Regions from separate parts of the Mus musculus genome. Here all the other regions are linked to region 1. A link is a contact called in public HiChIP or PLAC-seq data. All regions are on one chromosome and are shown on one strand. The core of a region is the stretch at or near the end of the contact, and the rest is flanking DNA. Distances in the headings are between cores, read along the strand shown.

Evidence for each region. HiChIP or PLAC-seq counts read pairs in DNA pulled down with a chosen protein or histone mark.
Region 2: a contact with region 1 is called in an H3K4me3 HiChIP or PLAC-seq map of bone marrow-derived macrophages, with 5 times the contacts expected there. The contact joins the enhancer-like site here to the promoter of Nans in region 1. A contact is called at or near these places in 1 of 39 promoter capture datasets (pre-B cells) and 1 of 115 datasets of contacts at active chromatin or transcription factors (bone marrow-derived macrophages).
Region 3: an HNF4G HiChIP or PLAC-seq map of pancreatic cancer cells shows a contact between it and region 1. The contact joins the enhancer-like site here to the promoter of Nans in region 1. A contact is called at or near these places in 4 of 39 promoter capture datasets (the 3T3-L1 cell line, liver and pre-B cells), 1 of 484 Hi-C or Micro-C datasets (B cells) and 3 of 115 datasets of contacts at active chromatin or transcription factors (bone marrow-derived macrophages, large pre-B cells and pancreatic cancer cells).

Annotation. Positions count from the first base shown.
Region 1 is chr4:46,487,494-46,490,983 of GRCm38.p6, reverse strand. Nans (N-acetylneuraminic acid synthase (sialic acid synthase)) reads right to left here and starts at 1,655. Exons shown (of 6, transcript NM_053179.3): 1 at 1,494-1,655. The coding sequence starts at 1,625.
Region 2 is chr4:47,078,897-47,082,386 of GRCm38.p6, reverse strand. No RefSeq gene overlaps it. Among named protein-coding and RNA genes, the nearest start is that of Galnt12, 11 kb to the left of the region's middle. Within about 2 kb of position 1,551, at least 39 of the 459 cell types and tissues checked have an H3K27ac peak or open chromatin away from gene starts, as enhancers often do. A contact at or near this core is called in bone marrow-derived macrophages, where this site is marked.
Region 3 is chr4:47,013,392-47,016,881 of GRCm38.p6, reverse strand. It overlaps Anks6 (ankyrin repeat and sterile alpha motif domain containing 6), which reads left to right. Exons shown (of 16, transcript NM_001356426.1): 16 at 66-1,213. The coding sequence ends at 115. Among named protein-coding and RNA genes, the nearest start is that of Gabbr2, 23 kb to the right of the region's middle. Within about 2 kb of position 1,536, at least 25 of the 459 cell types and tissues checked have an H3K27ac peak or open chromatin away from gene starts, as enhancers often do. A contact at or near this core is called in B cells, bone marrow-derived macrophages and pancreatic cancer cells, where this site is marked.

The DNA of each region.
Region 1 (3,490 bases), core at 406-2,905:
TGAAGTTGACAACAAGCATCATAGGAATTAAAAGAGAGAGTACACAAAAGCACTTAGTTCCGCATCTCAAGAGTGACAATCTAAAACTGTGTTAGCAGTTATTACTTTAAAGTCCTTTTGTGCTTCAACAGTACTGTGATCACAAGACCAATTAATTAGTTCTAAGGAAAGGTAAGATAAAACTGAATTTGAGAGAGTCCATGTAGAGAGTGGAGTGCTATCTTGACACTCGATGGGGTTAGAAATAGCTGTGAGCAGCCATGTGGGTGCTGGGAACTGAACTCAGGTCCTTTGGAAAAGAAGCCAATGCTCTTAACCACTGAGCCATCTTTCCAGCCCCAGGAACTGCTGAATGTAATGACCCATGCCTACACTCTCGACACTTGGGAGACTATGACAGGAAAACGGGTCCAAGCTTGAGAGCCTAGCCTAGTCTACAGAGTAAATTCCAAGCCAATCTACATTACAGAGTGAGACTCTTGTCTCCAAAAACAATAATAACAATCAATTAAAAAGATAACAAACCAAAAAAAGAAAAAAGAAAAAAGAAATCACAGGGTAGACTTTATGAAAGCTGAGGGTTAGGGTCACAATGACGAACAGGACGGTTTCTCTTCAAAGATTCATTCAAAACAAAGAAAGGATTAAAAGAAAGTATGACAAGTCCTGAGTGAAGGCTAGCACCTGTAATCCCAGTACTTGGAAGCCTGAAGCAAAATATCTGAGGGATAGCCTGGGATACATGATGACTCCCAGTCTAGCCCAGGTTAGAGTAAGTCCCTGTTTTAAAAGGACTAGAAGCAAAACACCGTGAGACCTAGGGCTGCGGGCTGTAGCTGGAGAAGCCATCCCTGTCGTTCGGACTGAACGTGTGGAAACTTACTAAGAGAAGTGGGTGGGCGTGTAGTCACAAGCATCTCAGCAGCTGTAGTTAGTGGTCACCCAAGGAGCCCTGGACTAATTATTGTGCTTTTCACTCCTTCCCTTCACGGATGCTCATCCCAGCTCCATGAAGCCGGGTTTTCAAATCAGGCAGCTTAGTCCCTAACCCGATCTGCACTTTTTACCGGTTAGTAATCCAAACACTGGGACTGAGAAAAACCACACCAACTTCCAAGGACTGTAGACAAATATCACACGGGAGGATCTCTGGGGTGGCATATGACAAGCAGGAAGGGGCTGGGTCCCTAAGATTCTGGTTAGGTAGGAAGCCACGGAGCAGGCCAGGCAAGGGTAGGAGCTGATCTAAACAGAAAGAAGATCGGTTGGGAGGGCGAGCAAGAGCAGCTGTTAGACGGAGTTGGGGAGCCGAGGCAAGAGAGACGCGGAGCACAGGACCAGAAGGCAATCGCGGCCGCGCTCTCCCAAGCCCCTCCGTGAATTCTCCCGGGCCCCTCCGTTAGCCTGCCCCCCGCCCGGGTTCCCTGCAAACTCCTCCGTCAACCTTCCTGGGCTCCTCCGCTACTTACTCCTCCACGGGCCCCGCCCCTCACCTTGGCAGTGCGGATCATGCGCTTGGCCACATCTATGTCTCCTTGGTGGTTCTGGCCGATCTCCGCGATGATGAAGCACGGGTGCTTTCCACCCACCCAGCGCCCGGGACACAGCTCCAGTTCCAGCGGCATGGTGCATTACCCGCGCCTGCTTGCTGCCCCGGGCGTTTCCGCACCCGCCGCGCAGGCCCGCAGGTCTCAGCCCCGCCACGTCAGCCGGCGGCTGTCGCGCAGCCAATCCGCGGGCCCCGTCTCGCTCGACAGCCAATCGGAGCCTTACCTCTGCAGAGAGCGGGGAGAAAAGCAAGCCCCGCCCCTCCAGCGCTGCCTACGCCTCTAGACACAATTTGGTCTACTTTATGGCTAGATAGAAGAACAAGGAGAGAGTGCAGCCCATGAAGCAGTCAGGAAAGTAGGTGTTCTAGAGTTCGAATCCCATGGTTGCGGATTCTGAGACAGAACAGAAAGACGAGGAAATCTTGCGAGCATAAGACAGAGAGGAGCGCTCACCCAAGAATCTGCGTGATGTCTTTTGTCAACAGACTAACAGGAATTTCCACGCAGCCGCTAACAACTAACTGTAGTCTGCAGTTTTCTAGAAATCTCATGAAAAATCACGTTAGAGGGAAAGGGCAGACACCAAATGCCTCAGGAAACCCTAGTGGCTCCTGGTTTTGCCATATCAGGTTATACCCCATCCAAGGCATCTCTGGAGCCACCTCACTTTCCAAGAGAGTGAAGGAAATGGGTGGTGGTGGGGAATCTTAGTAACCTTGTGAGATGCAACTTGAGAAGCACTAAAATGGTATTTGTGGCTAACATTAAGACAGTTATGACTCTCTGGTCTTCTCAAGCATTGTTTACATTCTTCCCTGAAACAGAAGTATCATATAGAATTGTAAGACAGTATATAGAAATCTTTGAAGCCGGGCATAGTGGCACACGCCTTTAATCCCAGCACTCGAGAGGCAGAGGCAGGCAGATTTCTGAGTTCGAGGCCAGCCTGGTCTACAAAGTGAGTTCCAGGACAGCCAGGGCTATACAGAGAAACCCTGTCTCGAAAAAAACAAAAGCAAAAACAACAAAAAAAGAAATCTTTGATTGCAAAAATTGGTATGGTATTTAATTTGTTTAATTTGTTTTTATGTATATGGTTTGTTTTGTGCACCACATGTGTGCCTGGTACCTGAAGAACTGAGAAGAGGGAATCATAGTCCCTGGAATTGGAGTACAGACGATTGTGAGCCACCAAGTGGATGCTGAGAACTGAGCCCAGGTCCTCTGGAAGAGCAGCCAATGAGCCTTATCGCTGAACCATGCATGCCTCCAGTCCACAGTGCAGTACATTTTAGACAGCCATAGCTGTTTCTACTATATGAGAGGCATTAGCCTCAGGGAGTTTCACTAATTTGGCCAAAGTCATCCTGAACTCTAGAGCGGGGCTCAGACTGCGGCCCTGGAGTGTCTCCCAGCCCGGGTCTCCTACAGCACACTCCTTGGATTTCAGAGTTAGATCGATTTCCTGTTTGACTACACAGAACTGAAGAACGGAAGACAGCCAGGACAGAGGTTGTTTTGTTTTGTTTTGTTTTGTTTTGTTTTGTTTTTGTGTGGTGTTTTCAAGACAGGGTTTCTCTGTGTAGCCCTGGCTGTCCTGGAACTCACTTTGTAGACCAGGCTGGCCTCGAACTCAGAAATCCACCTGCCTCTACCTCCCAAGTGCTGGGATTAAAGGCGGGTGCCACCACCGCCCGGCCAGAATAGAGGGTTTGAACACATTGGAATAAACATGTAGTTCAAAGTACCCACAAGACAGGAAGAAACACATCTGAACCTGACTGAGAGGGAGGGAGCTCTGGAAGCCATCCCCAGGAAGAAAGGCTGAGGAGATGGAGAAAGCAGGACAGATAGGGGGTGGGGCGGTCATAGCAGAGGAAGCAGAGAGCAGACAACACCCACAGAGAACTGGCGAGTGTCCCAGAGAGGGCAAGTCAACA
Region 2 (3,490 bases), core at 302-2,801, 590 kb before region 1:
TGAATCCCAGCACAATTACAGCTGCTCATGGCTTTTCTTCCTCCCCAGCTGTGAACCTGCAGGTTTCTAGGACTTTCACCAAAAACCTCATGATAGAGAAAGGACATGTCTTAAACCCTTCGGGCAACCCTATGAGTTTTACCTTGTGAGTGTTAGATTTGAACTGAGGGCTAACATCACATTTGCCTGCAATCTTATAGACACTAGCAGGCTGCCAGTGGAGGAAGTCTGTGACAGGCTCCCAGCCACCACACCACTTATGGAAAAAATGCTAAAATACAGAGGTGAAGCATCTGTCAGGCAGTCCACACAGTTCCCTCTGGGCTCCCTGATGCTGCATGGAAAAGGAGACAGCCTGTCTGAATGTGTAGGGCAAACTCCCAACAAGGTACCAGGACTGGAGGAGAAGGCAGGCACATTTAGGAATCATAAACATCACATGTCAAAGGGCAGAGACACATCTCACCCACCAGTTTCACCCACCCCATGAAGGCACCTAGAATGTCATTCTTCCACTTCTCCCTCACTTTCTCTAGACTCCTTCCTCTCTTCCCCACTCCCCAACCCTCTCCTAACCTCTAAAAGTATGTTTTCCAATCAGAAAGTTCCCTCTCTGTTCATACCCTGTCATGTTCTGTTACTAAAACTAACCTGGAGGAGGGGTGGGGAGGAGCCAACCTTGTCTGTGTCCTCCAACAGATTTTGATTCTGCTCAAGTGACTCTGGAGCCATCCTCTTGTCTCACCAATAGAAAAAAGAAGGAGAGTGGGGGAGGCACATCAAAATGGCATGTATGGCTAATGCTAAGACATTTAATTGTGCCTCTCCTTTGGTCAGCCCACACCCACTATTGAAAATACGTCTGATTCTTACCCTGGAAGCTATCTTGCTCATAAGTCTCCTGCTTCAGATATGTACCAAAAATACCCTTTGATAAATTATAAACCCATACTCGTGCTGCCAAGAATACTTTTACTTCTTTGAATGTCTTTCTTTCCATTTTCAATAAAATCCTAGCTTTGGCCTGCATAGTGGGACATGCCTTCAGTTCCCAGAATTTGGGAGACAGAGGCAGGTGGATTTCTGTGAGTTTCAGGACAGCCTGGTCTACACAGCAGATTCCAGGCTAGCTAAGGCTACATAGTGAGACCCTGTCTCAATAAAAGAAAATGAAAAACTCTGCTTCGTTTGGATTTATCATCCTGAAACGTTTCCAGCATTGAAGACAGGATTTGGGTTTGACACAAACCCAGGTCCCTAAGAGATTAAGGGACCTTCCGGCTGCTGAGGGTGACAAGCGTGTTTCTGTCTTCTCATCTCTCACAATCCTACCTACAGTTCTTGTGACCTGTGACCCCTGTACAGGGCACCTATCGTCTTTAACAAATGGGAAGCCAGGCAACCCATACCATCCTGACTAATATATTTATATAGCATATGATTACAAATAATGAAATAAATATCATTGTTTACAGGCAAGGTTTAGTCAGTGCTGATTCTATATTAAGTGTCAAACACAACCCCACACACTTTGAGGAACTTCTTGGTGAGACAGGCAAGTCATACTTACACTTCCCCAAGACTGTTAATAGAGATAGCCCGCAAAGTTCTTAAAGAAAGCCTTCGGCTTCTTTCTTCCTGCTGGAAAAGGCTGAAGAACTGGAGCTCAAGCAACTGCAGTGGATCATGGGTAAGCCATCCATGAGAACGGTGAACCCGTTCCCACTGCCTGCTCCAGGCCTCCGGTAAGTGGTGGAGAAGTGAGCACCCAGTTCCTTTGGGTCTCTGTGAATCTCTGTTGTCTGCCCGTGCACATACATCAGGTTGTTGCTGAAACAGCTGTAACGGAGCCCTCACTCTTCCCCCAAATCTGGCTCTGACAGTGCGGTGGCTTAGAAAGCAAGCTTCGGATTCTTGACCACTTCCTCCTTTGAGCCAGCAGGCTCCTCACTGCTCCAGTCAATAGAACCGGGTGGACGCTACGCTCTGCGTGTTCCAAATCTGATCATAAAAGGAAAGGACACCAGGCAAGCCATCCAACTGCACAGCTACTGCCACGCTGGGGAGGCTGAGCCAGGCCTCCGTGCCCCCGAAGGAGACCCCAGGCATTCAGACACCAGGCAAGTGTGTGAAGCAGCTGTGGTAGACATGGTTCCTCCCATCTCTTAGCTCAGAAGTCGCTTCAGCTCCCAAGTCGTCTCAGCGCCAGCTAAGTCATCTTAGCCAGGAGTCACCAGAGTCCTGGGCCAGAGGTCCATCTCAAGGAGTCCCAACCAACCAGGTCCTGACTCGCAGGTCCCACGTAAGGGAGGAGTGGCAGAGAAACAAGAAAGGAACCAATTTCAGTGAAGCCAATGCCAAAGTGCTCTCTCTCTCTCTCTCTCTCTCTCTCTCTCTCTCTCTCTCTCTCTCTCTGTGTGTGTGTGTGTGTGTGTGTGTAAAACATTGTTTTTCATTCTCAGTTGCTCTCCACCTTAGTTTTTGAGACAGGATCTCTCAGTGAATCTGAAGATTACCAATTAGCTAGGTTGATTGATTATGTAGGCCCATAAGCCCCACAACCCCAGGGCTGGGGTTATAGACTTGCTCTACTATTTTTAAATTACTTTTGTTATAGAGACCCCACCAGGGATAGCCACCCAGACATATTCCCCACTGGTTTATGGGCATGAATCAAAACATTGGCTCGTCCTATTCTCGTGCATAACTGGTCCTAAGGACAAGTTCTTTAGTTGGCTATGTAGTTGAGGATACAGATTCTCACTGTGAGCCAATCAGATTAAGAACCACTGGTGATCAGCCATGGAGACCAGGTAAACTGAGACTGATACAGAGATTGATACCAGTCACCTGAGCAGTCTCCTTTCTTCCCTTTCTTTTAGTTTTTCTATGACCATGGCAATGTTTTCCCTAATTAGCACTGATTGGTTGGCATAGAAACAGCAAGTTTCCCTGAAGGCCACGCAAAGTTTCTCAAAGAGGGGGTCCAGCGTCCTTCAGTTCTGTAGGACTACCTCTGCAAGGGAGTCAACTTGGATCTCTAGCCTGGAAATGGAATTTTCCATATGGCCTAGGCCTATGTCTATCTGAGAGCTGAGTTCTTCAAAGTTTCGGTTCCCAGTGATCAAGGCTGAGGTGCAATGACAGTTGTACCAGCTACTAGGATTGGGACCAGAATAGGGCCCTGTTTGACCTTCACTGAGTCAAGGTCAACTCTCTTCTCCATTATAGGCATATACCTGGGAGATAATATATATCAGTACACATAGAGTGGGGGTATGAGCTTCCAGTGAGTTGGAGGGTACATATTAATTCAAGCAAGCAAGTAATTTGAAGATACGAGGACAGGATAACCCACCACTGGCAGGGAGTGCATAAAATTGTGATCCCTATAGGCCTTTTTCCAGCCAGTCTTCTCCACAACCCGATTTACTGATCCTCATCTCTCCCCTAGACCCACATTGTCCTATCCTTGGAAGGGACACAGAGC
Region 3 (3,490 bases), core at 287-2,786, 530 kb before region 1:
TCTTTTAAATTCTGTCTCTTCCCCGTCTCCCTTTCTCTTGCTTCTGTCCATCAACAACGACACAGCCATGGCCGGATGGACAAGGCCGGAAGAAACCGTGTCTAGCAGGAGGTAGCCACAGCTTTGGTGGTTCCGCTGGCCTCGGAGCCCTGAGGCATTGAGGGTTGAGCAGTGCTTCCCTGCCCTTCCATCATTTCTGCTCCTGGGTTGTTTCTTCCCTGGGACTCACAGCAGGTGGACAGAAAGGAGGCCGGGCGACGCATCATCAGAGCTGATGCAGTGGGCAGGGCCTGGGAAGTTCTCCTCTCTGTCTCTGCCTTGCGGAGGCCTGAGAACATGCAAGGCATGCTGGAGGCCGCATGGCTGCAGATGTAAACCCTAACCAGTTTGTGCAAGTACGTGCTGCCCTCGAGGCGTGAGACTCTTCCAGAGAAGATGCTACACAGAGATGAACCCCTGCAGAAGGTGTGGTGAAGCACCCCACTGTGGCTGCCGTGGTTCATTTTAAGCAATCACCAATAGACCCTGTTCAACAAGTGAGGAAGCTCGATGTTCTCCCTAATGAAGTTGGTGCCCGGTTCTGCAGACTGCCGAGGAGAGGGTGCCGAGACCCTCGGGAGTTTCCCGCTCACTCACATGTGGCCTCCAGAGAAACAGCCAGGCTCCCCACTGCTCCTGGGGTGCTACAGACCTGGACACAGCCATGCTTGTAGTCTAGCTGCACATAACCGACAGTGACATGAGGGTGCAGGAGGGAGGTCTGAGGAAGAGCCACACGGGAAGAGAGCTCCAAGCCCACCCGCTTCCCTCGTCTTCAGCTCTTCCAGGCCCATAGGCTTCCTTCTTAAGGCCAAAACCATACTAGCTGCTGGCCAGAGCCCTGCCGCTGAGTAGAGCCGACTCACCTCAGGGCAGGGTCCTGTTTCCTGTGTGAACCTTCCCTCTAAGTCCGGCAGACACGGCCCCAGTCATGTCCATCAGGATACCCAGTGGCAGGACTAGAATGTGACCTTGTCCCAGCTCACACTGGGGTGGCTCCCCCCATGGTCAGAGACCACGGCGCCATCTTGCTTCAGCCCTGCAGTTGGTTTTCATTTTTCTCACATCAGTCGCAGCGTTATTTCTACACGAGGGCGTGATTCTTGGAAAGATTTTTCCTTGCCAGACTATATCTATTAAAAATGGGGACTGTGTCCCCTGAGTTTGTGCTCTTTAGGGCATAGCATGTGGCCCAGGGTTCCTCTTGTATAGCTGACATGCTGCGGGGTGCTTCTGTGTACCCCCTCATCCATCTACACAGTAAGCCTTTGAGGCAGCTGGAACCTTTGATTCCAGTCAGTTTGGTGACTGTGACACAGGCTAGTAACCAGCTTCATGAAGGTCAGACCCAGCTAAGGAGGGACACTGGTTTGAATGCAGGTCTCACCTCAAAGTCGTCTTCCTGATGTCTGGCTGCCTGTCAGCAATGAGTAACCCAGCCAGTAACCGAACACAAACAAGTGACACTTTGTCATTTCCTCTTTGGAGTTTGTTTATAGTGGGGAGGGGCTGCAGAGTGCTATAAATAGCTTGGAGGTTCTTGTCTCTGCAGAGAATGCTACCTCAGCCCTGGTCCTGGTGCCTCAGCCACCTGGAGCTCAAGCAAGCAGAAGTCATGGTGTCTAGGTGTGGGGGCGGGAAACTGGGAGCCTGTGGACAGAATGACTGCCCATAAGGAAGAACACCCGGGGATCAGAGCTGCCAGGCAGGAAGCATCTCCCACATAGACAAGGAGGCCATACAAGTCTGTGTGCGGGGAAGGGGGGGGTGCTGGAGAGGAATCCAGATTAGCAGGGGATGGATTGCCAGGCAATTCCCAGCCTCGGTAGCAAGTAGAGGTGACCCTGGCACAATGTCTACAGTTGACCCATTGGCCTTGACCCGACAAGTCTTTCTGTTTTGGGAAGAGGATGTGGTGATAGCTTCAGTATCTTCTGAAATCCAAGTCTTAAAAAAGAGAGAGAGAGAGAGAAAGAAATCACTGCCCTAGGGCTCCTTCGGGGTCTCATTCGCTCCATAATCATGAAAAAGAAGCAAGCAGAAGAGAGTCTTCGATAAATAAAGCATAGAATGTCCAGCCAGGCTGGTTAGGGTGAAGCTCAACAGTAGGCAGAGCACTTGCCTCCAGGTTTGCAAGGACCTGGTATGGAGCCCAGATCCAGCAGTGTAAACACAATGTATGTCTATCTCAGCAGTTCCATTCCTCAGCGTCCTTCTAAAAGGATTGGAAGCTCTGTTCCACCCAGAACTTGCTGGGAGGTGGAGGTGCCCAGGTGTCGCGGTTTCTTCTGTTGCTGTTAACAAAAGCATATCGAGGAAGAAATGGTTCACTTGGCGCTCAGTTCCACATTACAGTCCATCAGGGCAGCAGAGGCAGGAGCTTGAGGGACTTGGCCACACCCACAGTCAGGTAGAGAGCCGGGGATGTGTGCTCAGATCTCCTTTGCATTGTCTAAACCCTGTGAAATGGTGCCATTCATGCTTAGAGTGGGTCTTACCACAGCAGTTGTCCCGATTAAGAAAATGCCTTGCGAGCATATCCACAGGCCAACCCAACCTGGGCAGCCCTCACTGAGACGGTGCCAGGGCGATTGTAGACTCTCAGAGTTGACAGTGACCATCGCAGGGCTCCATCATGTATGAAAGTGGCCTGTCTATAGAGAGGATGCTACTGGGCTACAGGAAGGAATGAAGCCCTGACCATGATGAGCCTGAGACCCTCACTAAGGGGAAGACCACACTGTGTCCTCACAGTGGCAGGTCCATGGAGGAGAAAGCGTTCTGGTGGTGCTGAGGCTGGAATGGGAGGGGGTGTGATGGCTGCTGGGAAGGGTTTCCCTGGAGGCTGTGACAGTGCCATGCATGATGAGACTCTTTAAACCCCGGTCGATGGTTACAGTGGTAAGTTTTGCTTTAGGGTTCGGTTACCAGATACAGGTGATGGGCCTATGTCATGGCCCAGTGGCCTTCCACCCTTCTCCAGCCAGGCTTGCTGGCCTCCACTCTGTCCTCTGGAAGAGATCTGTACCTGCTCTGGGATGCCTTCTCTCATAGACATGGGCTTAAGTATACTGAAGGTCTCAAGCCAGTGTCCTCAAAGCCCCCCCCCCCAGCAAATGCTCCAGAGTGGGCTAGTGAGCCCCCTCCCTGAAGTGAGAATGTCCCCTGAGGTAGCGTCACTAGAGCAATTGCCTCTGCTCATCAGCAGATGAATGCAGGGCTTAGAACTTGTCGCAGGCATGATCACCCATTCCAAGGTCTGTTCAGCCATGGAGGCCCAGCCCCTCTCATGCCTTTCAGTCCCCTCTGTACCTCTCTCGTCACCTAGTCCTGCTTCCCTGTCTACATTTTTTCCCTGTCTGTCAGGTGGGGGTCGGGCTGCAGGAACGATTCATCAACCACTTGTCACTGTAACATGACCAACATGGAGCTGGGACAGGCAAAAGAGCTG